3 separate regions of the Zea mays genome follow, and all the other regions are linked to region 2. Evidence: chromatin contacts called from public Hi-C data. All regions are on one chromosome and are shown on one strand. Each heading gives the region's core, a stretch centred on a gene start, on an enhancer-like site or on the middle of the called end of the contact. The rest is flanking DNA. Distances are from core to core; before and after follow the strand shown.

Region 1 (3,175 bases), core at 674-3,173, 180 kb after region 2:
TAATATCATCAGGACGGACTATCCGACTAATATCCGTTATATATCTAGGTAATATCCGATATATGTTTCTTACCCACCCCAATTATTACCCGATCTCGTCCTGTATCCTACCCGGATTTTAACTATCCGTATCCGATCCTGTATCCGAGAAAATTGTATTAGGGTAGGATATGAGATGACCTAGTATCCGTCCCGTTTTCACCCCTAGGCTCTTGTCCCGCTCTATCTTTAAAATTATTTTCAAAATTTTAGAAGATTATTTTCAATGTTTTTAGAAATATAGACATTTTTGTAATTTAATTATTATCAAGAAATTATGTATTTTTATAAATAAAAAAGGAAGAAAAATTATATTAAAAACCTCTTTAATATATAATAAGAAGGTAATTTTAATAATTTTGAGAGTTTAGAGAAGATATATCTATACTATACTTAAAGCACCAGTTTCAACTGTCGTCCCGCGTCATTTTTTACAAATAACCCCTCATAAATATTTCAAATTAATCCGTTGCACGCCTATAAATGGCCAAATAGCGGCCCGACATGGGCCAGACGCGCGCGAGCCACAACTCTGGCCTAGGCAGTACGTCATGCCGGCCTGCATACTATACCGGGCCAGTCCGTTAGCCCGTCAGCTCATTTGATTAAATCAACGTAAAATGTTAAAAGCGGTGCAGGAGGTGGGGTTTGAACCCATGCCCAGATGAAAGAAGGGCGAGAGACACTAGGTAAAATTATCTAACCAGTATAACATCATGAGGACATATCCTGTGCAATCACTTATCCTGGTGCAAGCGTGCAATCAAGCGATCTGGTGCATCCGATCTAGATCTAATGATGACTGTTATTTTATATTTAACCCCTTACACCTAAAACATCCTATTTTACTTTTAACCCCTTCCATGTGAAACCGTTGGATCTAGATCGGATGCACCAGATCGCTTGATTGCACGCTTGCACCAGGATAAGTGATTGCACAGGATATGTTCTCTAACATCATACTCAAATGTTTTTAATATTGAATATAAATTATATATATGTATATATGTTTTTTTAAAATAAAAATAATAATCGTGTCGGACCGGACCAGCACTATGGGTCGAAGCTATAGCCCAAGCACGACACGACGTTCTTGGCTCTTGCAAGCATTAGGTCGTTTCTGAGACCATATTGGCGCAATAGACTCTATGGTGTTTGAGGTTGCTGAATTGGATGGAGCAACAATGATTTGTCACACTAACAGTAAAATGAAAGATTATTTGTTGGTTTTAAACGTTAGTAATTGCTACGCAGTAGCATAATTTATACGGAGCACATCTAGTTTTTATTGCTGCATGATTTTAGTAATCACTCGATATTTTGATCTATCTTTTTTATAAGTTTGAGTTGATGTGACTTATTTTAGAAACTTGAGCTCACAAACTTTCTCTTATTTGGTATCTGTATGGTGGAATTATGTCATTTTATAATCTCTGTTCGTTCAGTCAGTCGTTGTGAACTCTCTTCTAATCGCTCACTTCATTAGTCATGTTGTACCCAGACATATTGGATGGAGTAAATAATAACATTAGTTAGCCAAATTAAAAAAATATTATACATAGAGCGGAGACAATTAATAAAAATTCTTAAATTTTTTTTAGTGAATAGGTTACATGAATATTATTGTAAACCGTCGCAACGAGCGGACAACCGACTAGTCTAACTTTAGATTGAGAAAAATCAGAGACTACACTGACTGTTCTTCCTACGAAACACTCCTGCATGGCGAGCGAGTGGATGAGTCCTCTATTGGGCCGTTGCGTAGGCCTCATTTTTTTCCTGACCCGGTGCGTCAGTATTTTCTCCTGCGACGCTAATCCGACGGTCGAACCTGCACCGGGCTCGCTATATAATACTGCCCCACCTCACGCAACCAAAACCTAGCGCTGGCGCCGCAGACCCCTCCCCTTCGCTTCCTTCCCTAGCGCCGACGCCCACCAGACGAGATGGTGCGCTCACTTGCCCCCCACCGGCCATTGGACCCAACTGCCTGTCGCGCTAACTTTTTCGTGTATATCCTTGCAGGCCCCGAAGAAGGACAAGGCCCCGCCGCCGTCGTCGAAGCCGGCCAAGTCCGGTGGTGGCAAGCAAAAGAAGAAGGTGACCCTTCTCTCCTACTGGCTCGTCTCTTCGATTTGCTGGAGGTGCAGCTTCTTCGGGTTCTCACGGCACTCGTTCCTGTTGGTTTTGCAGAAGTGGAGCAAGGGAAAGCTAAAGGAGAAGGTAAACAACGCGGTGCTGTTCGACCAGGCTACCTACGACAAGCTGCTCTCGGAGGTGCCCAAGTACAAGCAAATCACCCCTTCCATCCTCTCCGAGCGTCTGAGGGTAATCACTCGTTCCAGATCTGTGTTGCATCCAAACCTTGTGCACAGCCGCAACGTTGATTAAATTAAATTGCTATGAGTGTCTATTATCTGTAATGCCATCGTACTTGGCCAACTGCATGTAAGATTAGTAGCCTGGAATTTTGTAATGAGTCATGATTAATTCATTGAAGCTCCATCTGATGGCTAGCTTAATGGCTCCAAGTTTATTTGAATTGGCAGGTATGAAAGGTGCCGCATGTATGCTAGGCATTGTGTGAGTTGTTTTTGAGTAGTAATTTGAATTGGCAGTTGTTGCTACGATTTTTATCTTGAATATGTGACATCCATGTGTCATTTTAATAGCAAACTATTTTGTTGCATACCTTCCAGTGATGCACATCAGAGTGTGCTCCTGCTATCAATTAGCATGACTATTGTAGCATGTCCATGTGTTCAGTATGCATCAGGAATCAAATTCTGTACCTGTATTAGGTGTTGTTTTGTAATAGCTTAACTTGTTCTGTTGACTTGCAGATCAACGGCTCCCTTGCTCGGAGGGCCATCAAGGACTTGATGGCGCGTGGCCTCATTCGGATGGTCTCGGTCCACTCAAGCCAGCAGATCTACACCAGGGCAACCAATACATAAGGATGGGGAAGAGGTCTAAAATGCATTGTCTGCCCTCTCTGCAGGAGGAGCTCGTCTTTAGAACAGTTGCCATCTTTGTCAAGAGTTGCCAATGTTATGTTACTGGTGATGAGTTCCAGGTGACGGCAACATTTTAGAGATTTTGAGTATTTCTATTAGTTGGTACTATGGTTTGCCAA
Region 2 (3,027 bases), core at 440-2,939:
TGAACGCACTAACCAGTCAAACCCAAAAGCTTAAGTTGATAAGAGAAGGTAGACAATCCACTTATACACTTCAACATGCTCACTCACGCGTGGCCACATAGAAACACACAAACATGAAAATAAATGGGTGGAAGCACAAATAAAGCCTCTACTAGGATTCGAACTCGAGACATTTATCTCTGATACCATGAGTGGACACACTAACCAGTTCAACCCAAAAGATTAAGCTAATGAAAGAGGTAGAATCCACTTATACACTTCGACAGCTTCAACCTAGTAAAATGCATGCCATCTAATAAGAACATTTCCATATGTATCCAGTATCCAATCACAAACGTTAGAGCTAATAAGTTCACAAGGTTATTTTTCAATTGACATTTTCAGTCATAGCTTCGAGAATAAGGAAACTACGAAGGTTGTAAACTGAGAAAGTGAAGCCATATCACCTCAGGCCTGTTCTTAATGCTCTTTGCCCGGTGAGCATAATCCAATGTACTCAGGGTTTCTTCGAGACAATGCACAGAGGGTGAAACAGTAGCGATAATACAAGTCTTTGTTCTTCCTCCTAATGAATCACGCAGCAATCTTGTGAGTTTGCTGTCCCTGAAAGATAGGAGAACTTTCAGCAAGGTAACAAGCGGCAATTATTGTATCTGCACCTACATGATCAACTGCCGCTTACCTGTAAGGAACATGTCCAAGGTGTTCGACCAATGCCGTAATCACACGACCCAGAGTAAGCAAGCTTTTATTAATTTCGCCAGCCTCCCTTGCACGGCCCTATAGTCAAGAGGAAGTGCATTACTTCAGAATAGAATATTATTGATGCTAAGAGATGAAGGTATTTAAAAGTAGCATTCAAGCTTGTTCCACAATACAATACCTCCTTAGCTCCAGAACGAGAGATGTTCTCGGACCCAGCCAAGTCAACTAGATTTAACTTCCCGCATTTTATCAGCTCTTCTCCTTCAGGGGTTGCCTCTTTTATGTGAATAGTGATTGAGAATAGAGAGTGGGACCGGCTAAAATGTTAAAAGTAGTAATGAGCACATAAAGTTTGTTGTAGCGGTATAGTTCAAAAGAAGACTGGCTGAGATTGACCTAGATTGCTTGTTCAGTAATGTCTCTGCAGTGCGGCGTTTTGCAGACCCCCTTTCTAACAGAGAGAATATTTCACTCGCGTTCGTAACAATTTCTTCCTCGAGACCTCGAACAAGAACTCCACCCTTCCCATCCTCCATAAGATTAAGAGGTAAGGCTTTCTTCTGTTTATCCTCAAATGCAGCCTTAGATATCTCTTCAGGAGCAAGAAGATCTGTAATTTCCTCATTGTACAGCTCAAGGAACGTGATCTTAACACTGTACTCGGTGTTCTGCCTCTCCAGGGTATCAAAGATTTGCTTCACTGCCCGAGGTATAACTCCAGCGTCTGCAGGTAATTGACCCTTCGGTCCACTCTGCAAGCATTCTTGCATAATCGGTGACCAGCGAATGAGACAACCAGGAACCATAATAGTCATAAAAAACAGCAGACTTGCCTTGGCTCTCCTGCACTCGCCTTCCATGGTGTATGTTTTTCCAGTGCCTGTCTGGCCATACGCAAATATGGTGCAATTAAATCCCTCTAAAACCTCATTTACAATAGGAATAATGGCCTGGTCATACAATTCCTTCTGCTTTGCTGTCGGTCCAAAAACCTGGGAATAGGGCACTGCATGTTACAGTTCAGCACCTGGCAGCCAAACCTGAAACAAAGTAAAGCTGTGGCGCGGCTTGCACTAGCCGTTGAAATATAAGATAAGTGAATTGCCCTCTTCCTATCAGCTTAAGTACATGCAACTTAATATGATATCAAAGTCACCCAAAAGTCATGAGTTCAAATCCTGATTAGCACAATTAAAATAAAAAAATTGTTGTGCGCTCCTATTTCACATCTGAGACTCAAGAGACGTTAGACATGAGAGGGTGTTAAAATATAATAAGTGAATTGCCCAAGCTTTTGATAGTAACTTAACATGATTGCCTATACTAGCATAATTAAAACGTGCAGAACAGCCTGAACAGGTGCTTATTACGAGTGTTCCACATTAAGCAAGAGTATTATAGTCAAACAATATTGTTTGAATTCACAAGCTAAACACTTGCACTGCAAATTGAGCTTGTTTGGATGCAAGCAACCGGTCTCATTGTTAAGCAGCCATAGATATTAAATGTCCCCCCAGAATGAACCAGGGGAACAAACACAATAGAATACTGGTGGGGATTCGCCAATCATTCACTAATTTTAAACTGGTCACACTGAAATAGAACTAGCCACAGCCACATCGCCGTAAAAACAAATGCAAGCATCAATGGGGTGGGGGAAACGCATCCAGTCACTGAAACTCCCACATCACGTGGTCAGAAACGAGGTAGAGGGCAGCAGACCTTGTCGAAGGCGTAGACCCGATCGAACTGCTTCCCGGCGATGTTCTGCGTGACGGCGACCTCCCGCTGGTAATCGTTGCAGGTGATGACCTGCGGCGCGTTGTTCCGGAGCTCATCATCGCTGAAGGGCCTGCGGAAGCAACCACGCGGGGATCAAAGGGCGGCGGATCTGGGGTGTGGGGGCTGAAACCGACTGCGCGCGAGAGAGAGGGAGTGAGAAATCGACGGCTGCCCGTGGCAAGTACCTGCAGCGGAGGAGAACCTGTACGTTCACCGACTTCTCCTTGTCATGTCGCGACGACATGGCGCAAGCGACGGCGGAGAGCAGCGCTGGACGGGCGGGCTGCGGTGGCTTAGATTTCAAAATATCTGCATCAAGAGGGGGAGGACTGAGGAGCGGGTGCGGGTCGGGAAGAGGGAGAATTCGAACTTTTGGGGGTTGCGACAGCAGGTGCGTCAGATTTATGCTATGAGCCGTTGGATAGGCAGCCCTCAACGTGTGTGAACTGGGCTCGGCCCAATAGGCCTGTTAGTGGGGTCGTGCGTCGTTTTGATATTTCTCTGTCTCCCCTCTACTTTGTAAATCTGTACTACTCTATA
Region 3 (3,264 bases), core at 100-2,599, 210 kb before region 2:
AAATAAAATGCAACAGAGGTCCCGAATAAAGGGATGAGATGAATGCTACTTTTCAGAATCTTTTACCTTAACAGAAAGAACAATTCCGCTAAATTAGAAAGGATGGCGTGCAGCGCCAACTGCTGCTTATGAGCACATATTCTAAGTTACGCATATTCTAAATTAGCATCACTGAGCATTCATATTATCTGAAGGAGCAGCAGCAACTAGCACCGTGCGATTCCAGGTTTGAGCACATATTCTAAGTTGCAGTATGAAGAGAACGATTAGAAATGAAACAAATTCAACTATCACTGTGCAACCAGAAGAATGATGGGTGGCAGGCATGCATCATTGCGAACCTGAACCTCTATATCAATTAATATTATGGTAGCGGCATCAAATTTTGCAGAGGCCGAATTATCGGGAATCCTCGATGCAACGTGCAAGAAGAGAAGGGGAGATCGATTCGAGGAGGCAGGGGGGGAGGGGGTTAGTTACCCATCCGTGACGGCGTGGAGGAGGAGGGGTCGTTGAAGAGGAACATGAGGAGGCGAACGGTGCGGACGCTGAAGCGGTGGTAGGCGGAGGAGAGCGCTCCCTGCAGCTCGCGCTCGTCGATGGCGCCGCTGCAGTCGCGGTCGGCGGCCCGGAAGGCGCGCTCGACGTCCGGGTGCGTCCCCGGCGGGAACGCGACGGGGACGAAGCCGTAGCCGGAGCCAGCGGGACCGAATCCGCCCGCCGCCTGCGAGGGCGGCGGAGGGTAGGCGGGCGGGTACCCGGCGTACGCGCCGTATGAGGAGGAGGAGGGCGGGGCGGCGGATGTAGCGGTGGGCATGTGCGGTGCCGGCGGGGCCGAGGGCGCTGGCCCTTGGCCGTACCCGCCGCCGTAGCTGTAGCTGTGGCCGTAGCGGTTGTAGTCGGACATGGTATGGGGCGGGACCGCGGGAGAGTAGAGGCGAGGCGAGGTGGCCTGGCTACTTCCTCCCTCCGTGTCGTGCTGGCCTGTCGTCGTGAGCAGGTGGGTGGGATGGGACGGGTGCCGAGCAACAGAAACGGGCCCTGCACCCTGCTGTTAAACAAAATGATCTACTGGTTCAGGAACGGAGGAATTCAGGAGCAGATGCTGCGCAAGTGCGCATGCGGTGTGACGAGTATCTATCTATCTATCCATACACTTTTTTCCATCTTATGCGTGTTGGCGCGATCTGTTTTCTTCTCCGTGTCGTCCGTCCTAGCTAGTTGAGTTGGCCATGCCGATCTCATGCACTGCACGCGTCATGGAAGCGACGTGAAGTTTCTGATCAAAACTCTCCGAGATTTGGAGAAGAACCGCGAGATGAGAAAGGGGGGAGAGGGGAAGGAAACACCCGTGACGACGACGCGTGCATGTTGTGAGCAGTCGTGCGGGCGTGAGCAACTTGGCTAAGGAACCGTCTGTCCGTACCCAACTTCGCCATCTTCCACCACGCCGCGTCGAAGCGAGCGTACGCGCTACGCGACTGCGGACAAACAAACGAGTGCGCCACCGTCGTCGTCGTCGTCAGGCTCCCACCAGCAGCCGCGGCTCTGGCTTTCCCGCGGCCGCCGATGCCCTATCACTCCACACGTTTGACTATACAAGTCGGCTGCCTTTTCACCATTTTCTACATATATGCTCAAGTAGATAGATCCGATCAAACGCTAAGGTCTGGTCTGGTTATGCGAGTCGGATCATGTTGGATTATTCGTCAGTTTTTTTTTCTTCTTTTTTTGAGTTAAGTGCCGTTTGGATGTGTTTGTTTTGGAGGAACTGAAATTTACTCCCTCCGATCGTTTTGTATTTTTAATAGATTTATACAATAATTGATGTATGTGTTTTATATATATTTAGATTTATAATCACCCATTTAAATATACACATAAAAAAGTAAGAGCCGAACGAAGGGAGTACTTAGTAATCTATTTGGCTTAGAATTTAACATTTCAATATTTTCCAAAGCTTAGATATAATAGTATTGTCTATAGTGTAAATTCTCTATTTTACATGATCTGCTGCGAATATCTTAAAGGTGTTAGCTCGTTGTTGGGGCCAATCACTCAACGAACTCTAGGGTCGACGCACAACACGTCCATGATGAGTGGTCGGACCGTATGTGACTGCAAAGAGGTCTTCGGTCTTCCGTGCAGGCGTGTGGACCGTCCGCGTGTGAGCGGCGGACCCTCCGTGAGGCGCGCAGAGCGCTTTGTAAATCTTCTGTAAAACCTATATCTCACCTCCCGTGGGGGACACTATCGGAGAGGAAGCATATTTGGGTTGTCTTTGGATCGACATGCTACCTAAGACGTCTCGAGACGATGTTGAGCCGAAGAGAGGTAAAGATTGAGGTTAGACAACTATAACTAGAGCTAAATTACTCCTACTTCTAATGCATAAGGTAGATTTGGGTTGATAGATCGATTGTTGTGTATTTCAATCGGTCGTACCCCTTCATGTATAGTAGGGGAGGAGGTCTAGACCAATTCCTAGATGATTTCCAATAGTTATCGCGAGATTTGCTAGGATAATCACGCAAGGGATAAGGGTTTCAGGCTGAATTAATTTATTCACAGACCGTTCGTGCTAATTCCAAAGTTCTAAGGCGTGGACCGTCTGGGCCACACGGCCAGACCGTCCGCCGTTCAAGTTCCAAATATAGTGCTCAACACATGCCCTCTGCCTTTTGGTGGAGCTAAGTGAGCCAAAAGCATCTGGTACAAGTTTTAATAAACTCGATGTGAGAACATCAGCCTTCTAAGGGTCTGTTTGGTTGGGTTGTGGCTGTGAAAAAAGTTGTTGTGGGCTGTGAGCTGTGGAAAAAACTGCTATAGGCTGTAAGCTGTTAAAAAGCTAAAAACCGTTTGGTGGAAACCACTAAAAGTCGTTAAAAATTATTCGATATATGTTTTCATAGTTCCATCCGAAAAGCTACTAAAAGCAGGTCTAGGGGTGTTTTCAGATTTGCACTACGAGAAAGTCGGCTTTTAGAAAAAGCTGCTTCCTAAATCCAGCCCTTTGGTTAGCTTTTGGCTTTTAGAGGGGCAAAAGCCAAAGCCAAAAGTCAAACCAAACACACCCTAAGCATCTTGACATACAATGGTATGATGTTGTTTTAGAAAATAGACATCTAATGCTTTAGGTAACTTCTCGCCTTGCAATGTTTCTAGTATGTATGCATTACCCGTGTAACTCGGTAAGGCACTTCCCAGCTTGGGGACCATTTGCCTAACTTTTAGTCCCTACTGCTCATTGGCAAGATTGCCTTC

The links. Hi-C and Micro-C count contacts between places; a contact is called where the count stands out from the background.
Region 1: a Hi-C map of tassel shows a contact between it and region 2, with 2.2 times the contacts expected there. The contact joins the promoter of LOC100281626 here to the promoter of LOC541861 in region 2. A contact is called at or near these places in 2 of 25 Hi-C or Micro-C datasets (ear and tassel).
Region 3: a Hi-C map of leaf shows a contact between it and region 2, with 4 times the contacts expected there. The contact joins the promoter of LOC100273665 here to the promoter of LOC541861 in region 2. A contact is called at or near these places in 5 of 25 Hi-C or Micro-C datasets (bundle sheath, ear, leaf and 1 more).

The regions. Positions count from the first base shown.
Region 1 is chr4:54,175,978-54,179,152 of Zm-B73-REFERENCE-NAM-5.0, reverse strand. LOC100281626 (40S ribosomal protein S25-1) reads left to right here and starts at 1,923. Exons shown (of 4, transcript NM_001154545.2): 1 at 1,923-1,988; 2 at 2,065-2,139; 3 at 2,233-2,367; 4 at 2,883-3,175. The coding sequence starts at 1,986. The coding sequence ends at 2,996.
Region 2 is chr4:54,355,466-54,358,492 of Zm-B73-REFERENCE-NAM-5.0, reverse strand. LOC541861 (kinesin-like protein KIN-5C) reads right to left here and starts at 1,689. Exons shown (of 20, transcript NM_001349555.1): 1 at 1,539-1,689; 2 at 1,102-1,457; 3 at 884-1,022; 4 at 683-780; 5 at 447-603. The coding sequence starts at 1,565.
Region 3 is chr4:54,563,730-54,566,993 of Zm-B73-REFERENCE-NAM-5.0, reverse strand. It overlaps LOC100273665 (putative calcium-binding protein CML48), which reads right to left and starts at 1,349. Exons shown (of 5, transcript NM_001148078.2): 1 at 481-1,349. The coding sequence starts at 907.